Regions from separate parts of the Drosophila melanogaster genome. Here region 2 is linked to region 1. The links are chromatin contacts, called in public Hi-C maps. All regions are on one chromosome and are shown on one strand. The core of a region is the stretch at or near the end of the contact, and the rest is flanking DNA. Distances in the headings are between cores, read along the strand shown. Region 1 holds the start of nyo (nyobe). Region 2 overlaps kek6 (kekkon 6).

Region 1 (2,755 bases), core at 129-2,628:
ACACTCAATGGATCATTTCAGCCGGTGGTCTTTGGCTTTCTTTGGTTCTCTGGCTTTAGCCTTGCTCTTCAGATCATCAACGCCTTTTATCAGGGTCGGGGTCCTGTTCTAGTATCTCTTTTTCCCCACTCTTTGCTCGTGGGTTCTATTCTGACACGTTGCATTGTGGATTTCACACCACATCGGGGGCTTAATTATTTTAATTGCCCGCCCTGTGTTCACTTTTAATTGTGGGGACTCTAGATGATCTATAAAAGACAGCACAAGACAACGAAACTTAATGAATCTGTTGCCAATTAATGCAAATGTCTGGATGCCATCACAATTGCAATCTGGATACATTATTTTTGATTGCAGCGAGAAATAGTAAGTCTAAGAAGCATTCGGCGGCCATTGTCTTTACATTTATTATTTTTTCTGCAACTTGTGTGAATATATACAAAATTTGTAATTTGATTACAACACTTTTTTTCTGTGCCCTTTAAGGATGCATTAATTCATTTTTGAAGTATAATGTGAATTTTTTTATTGATCGACCGAGCTACTTAGTCCTTATCTAAGGTCATTTAATACTGTATCTTTTTATATTCACAGTTCGAAATCTTCTGTTATCTGAGAGCAAATATTTAAGGAAGAACAACTACAAAAATTAAAAAAATATTTTTGATTCCAAAGGTAAGTGAACCGCTATGGAAAGCACTTGAATTATTTATTTTGAACTCAATGGGGATTGGGGGAAATTCTGTAATCAATCGACCCAAGGTTGTTCTCAAAGCAGATTGTTTAACGAAGAAGGAGATTTCTTGCCGATCACTGTTTCTGAATTTCTTACTTGTCATTGCGCATATTACGTGTGTGTGGTAAAAGTTAATAAACACTCACTTGGCCAGAATATTTTGCAACTGCAACTGTAACTTGGGGTCGTGAGTTCTGGAAGTGACCGAAAAGTATCCTTTCCTTTCGGATTGTCTTGTTCTCCTGCCTTTTTCGGCTATCGATGCTGAGTCACGCTTCACTTTCGAGATGAGTTTTATTCATGTATGTAAATGATCACTGTTTGCTGATTACACACATTGCACATCGGTGGGTATTGAATGTTGCACTTGACTTTGCTGGTAGGTTGCTCCTCGTCAAAGCCGCGGACTAAAGTTCCTTGTAACGCGATTCGGTGCTTTTGTGAATTATTTTTTGGTTGCCAAGTCGCGAGATCGCTGCGAGCTTGACCGTCGAGAGTTGACCGAATAACTAAAGCAAACTCCGGGCTAATCAGTCGTTATATAAGTTGCTCACGGAGGAGTTTTGAGTTCTTCAGTTGCCTTTCTTTAGCTGCTTTGCTGCGCTGCTCGCGTGCGTTCGCCTTGACAATGGCCAACGATATAAAGTGCTGCCGAGCATAGAGCTCAAAAGAAAGCCAAAAAACACACAAAGCGGTCGGGCAAAGAAAGCCAATGCCAAAGCCAGAGAAATGAGTGGCAAACACAAACGGCTCAAAGCCAAACTCTCGTTTGAGTGAGTTGTGCTGAGCTGTGGGGGAAAAGCGAGTGGGTATTGCATTTCTCTCGGGATGACGCTCTTCTGGGGCTCTCTTCGCTTCAGGTGCTCTCTTCTGGGGCACATGTGGCATATTTCATTGAGTCCCGTCGCGGTCCATTCATAATTTCGATTACCAAATCCCCCGGCTGAAACGGAACCACGAGGGTTCAAAACGGGCACACACGACGTTCAATATCATTAATTAAATTGAAATCAGTTCTCGAGCTGCGAGCTGAGATCGTAGAGAAGGAGATCGAACTGGAGATCTAGAACCGGGGAAAAATCAATTTGGCCCATGAGATCGCACTTAGTCGAGTTATTGGTACATGAAAATTATGATATTACTTCTTGGCCAACTTGAATTCTCATTTTTCACTCGTCTTGTGGTCAGCCAGGCAGTGTCGTGCGTTTTATGCTCCATAAAAGCTGTCCAGCACCGCAGTTTAAATGAATTAGGAGCCCAAAACGAAGTCAACTTGAATAGAAAGGTGCAGCAGAATCGAGGAAGAAATCAAAACGTCCATCAATTGATCACACAGCCCCTGAAGATGCCAAAGAAAGTTACAGATTTGTCGGACAGCGTAGATCAACAAATGATTTAATAACATTTCTATTGAGTCATTAACATGTTAGGCTCATAAATTGAACGATTGGAACGATCAGCCAATGTAAACATAGGCGATCACAAAACAATCGATACAAAGGGACACCGAAAAATGAATCAATTTGGGATCGGATTTTGGATTGTTGTGGAATCGGATGACGGCAGACGGGAGACCTTTCGCTTTCAACGAAGCTGTAACTGAAAAGCGGCACGATCTTCTGCATACTGATGAGTCCACGAGGCGTTCGTCACAATCTGGAGAAAGCTAAGCCAAATCAAAGAAATCCACAACTGAAGACAAAGCGACAATTGCTAAATGAAATGTCGCGCAAGGAAGCGCAAATTGTAACTCTTGCAAAGCGGCAATCAAATGTCGCCGGAAATGTTTACACAAAGCGCTCGAAAATGCCCAAAAATGTTTTGAAGAGGTGGAAAAAAAGGGGATTGAAGGGGTTAGAAAGGCAATTTGCATTTCACCGTGTGACAATGACAGCTGCTTAATGATGATGCACGTTGATTTGCGAAGATTTGGAAGATTTGGTGATCTGTATCTCGGTGATTTTTTTCTTTGGTGTGACTGCGAACAGGTGCATTTTTTTTTAGTTAGCGAGAACCGAG
Region 2 (2,755 bases), core at 189-2,688, 110 kb before region 1:
ATCCTATGATTGTTTCCGGTTCTGGATAGGTTTTTTTCGGTGTGCAGGGGATTGAGAGCTTCCATCTCACACTCGCAGCTATCTGGGACATTATTGAAGCCAAAACAATAGACTGGCCCCAGGGGAATCAATAAAATCGGTCCGTAATCAGCCACCTGCAAGGCTTCCTCCGGTAATGCGGGGCTCCGAGTTTCCTCCGAAACGCATTGTATTGGAGGTACGTCCATTGTGAGCCGTATAAATAATACCCCGCGCACGGCTCAGCTTAAACTATTGTCTTACCGAGCTGGCTTCCAATTTATCTGCTAACTTCTAATCAATTCAAACCTGCAATTGAAATGAGACCTAATTGGCGTCCGCATCAGGAGCAAGAGCAGGAACAGGAGCAGGAGCAGGCCTTCGAGCTCAGCTACCCCATTCATTATATTTTCATTTCGTTTCAGTTTCGAATCAACTCGACGCAACAGTGCGTGCAAACAGTTATTTAACAGTAAGTCAACAATAACAAGTAGCCGCCCTGTTGGATTCGCTGGAAATTCACCATTTACCATTTACAATTTACAATTTCTGTGTTAATAGGAAAGGCGGTATTGATTGAGTTGGCTTATTGGCAGCTTATAAATAGCAATGCTTTTCCAGCCCTCCCTGCAGTTTGTCCTCTACTTGGTTTAATTGGAAAATTACAATTTTCTCTGAAAACATGACCATTTTAGTTTCAGTTAAGATTTCCGTTGAAATCATATGCTCTTCATAGAGAAACAATTTGAGATGCCTGTCGAAGATTGAACGCGATATATTTACTTTTTCATTCCAAGAAGATGTAATGATGAACCTCATTCAAATGGCTTTCCAAGGAATCAATATATGTACATACGGAGTAGCGTTGTGTCAACATCTAATAATACATTTCATCGATGGGCAATCCGCATCAGCCACATCGTGTAGCCCGTAATATGAGCTGTGTCAAGTTGATTGACGGACTTAATTGATTGAAGCCCACTTAAAACCATAATGCACACACCAGTGACCGGCCGGCAAAAATCCCCATTATTATTTGCCCTTTTGCGAGGAGAGTATCTCAATTTCGGCCTAGACCGCAGATCAACATTTCGCAAATGTCGTGTTGCTGGTCGCATTGTTGTTGCCACTGTTGTTTGGCTGTCAGAGCTTACAATTGTTTGCCATCCTTGTCATCGTCGTCCTGGTGGTTTTGCTGCAATTCCGTTTTGGGCAGCAGCTGTACCTATAACTCGAGCTGCTGCCGCTGGATGCTGCTGCATGCTGCTGCTGCTGCTGCTGCTGCTACTGCTGCTGCTGTTGCGTTTGCTGCAGCTGCGCATGCCGGTCTGCTCTTGGCAGCTTTACAACTGCGAGACCATTTGAGTTGATGCCGCCCAGGCGAGTGAGAGGAGTGGAGCCCGGCCAGACATTATAGTCGTCAGTTGCTGCCCCATTGTTGCATTGTTGTTGCCGCTGCTGCAACTGGCGACGCCAGCGACATGACCTCAGCACACAATTTTCGGGGAAAGACGGCGGGCAGGGGTAAGGTTATTCCCCGGATTTGTATGCGTATGCCATGTCCTGTATGTTGTGCACACTGAGTACTGTGCGAGCCATCAGTATATTTGTGTAGAACCACAGAGGCACATACAAACGAGTCGAAGGATGCCGTCCAGGATGCCGGGATGCCGGTATGCCTGGATGCCAGGACGATGATGATGGTGACGAGCGGCGGCGGTGCTCATATTTTGCCCAAGACCACAATCAGGACCACGACCAACAGGAGCAGCGCCAGGACAATTGCAATGCAAACAATACGGAAGCGGCAAGGAGCAACTGCAGCGTCGGAAATGGGCTGAAGAAGTTGGGAAGATGCCACAGCAAACAAGAGCAGTGGTGTTTGGTTTTTATAATGCAACTCAGTTGCAACAGGAAGGCAATAGAATATAAATCCAATTTATTTTGTCATTAAGTAAAAAAGAATTCTTCGATAGAGATTTGTCAAGTGCTTAAGGAATGTAGATCTAAAAACATTTATGACAGAAATGTACTTCTTTGGCCACTTGTACTTTTGTTTTGTCCGAAAACGCATTATAAAAGGTTTTTGGAGTGAAAATCGGAAAACATTTGGCTGAGAGCTGAAAGAAAATAGTTTTTGGACAGCTGCAAGCATTAGTTAACTATCCGTACCACTTTTAGCCAGATCCTAGGAAGTTCATTTTTTTGACCATTTTGAATTTGTTAATAAGTGCTTGTTTCATCACAATTTATTGAAAAAAATTTCAAAAAATTTTAAGTTGTAAATTGGTATCCCAATCGATTGGGAATACTTTTAAAAACATAACAAGGTATTCCTATCCAATTTGGAAAAAATTTTCGCTTAGTTATGGAGAAAACATTGGTTTTGGGAGCATATCGAGGCAAAAAGTGACGTTTTTTGTATATAACTCGGATATTTTTTGACCAACAACTAAAAAAAATGGTCTTTTTGGATAGCTATTGACACCAGCTAACGATCGGTACCACTTTTTGTCGGATCCAAGAAAAATAATTTTTGGGCTTATTTTTTATTTTTTTATAAGGGGACATACATCACAATTTTTTGCCAAAATTTTCAAAAAATAAAAAGTTTTATATTGGAACGCCAATGTATTGGGGACACTTTAACAAACTTAACAAGGTATACCAATCCATTTTTGGACCATTTTTGAAATAGTTATCGTGAAAATGGTCGTTTAAGAAGGAATATTAAGGT

The links. Hi-C and Micro-C count contacts between places; a contact is called where the count stands out from the background.
Region 2: a Hi-C map of the Kc167 cell line shows a contact between it and region 1, with 1.5 times the contacts expected there. A contact is called at or near these places in 32 of 107 Hi-C or Micro-C datasets (the Kc167 cell line, the ML-DmBG3-c2 cell line, the OSC cell line and 13 more) and 1 of 7 datasets of targeted methods (the Kc167 cell line).

What each region holds. Positions count from the first base shown.
Region 1 is chr3R:31,541,655-31,544,409 of dm6, reverse strand. nyo (nyobe) reads right to left here and starts at 1,378. Exons shown (of 9, transcript NM_143614.2): 1 at 883-1,378.
Region 2 is chr3R:31,651,369-31,654,123 of dm6, reverse strand. The region is part of intron 2 of kek6 (kekkon 6); the gene reads right to left. Among named protein-coding and RNA genes, the nearest start is that of Zmynd8, 17 kb to the left of the region's middle.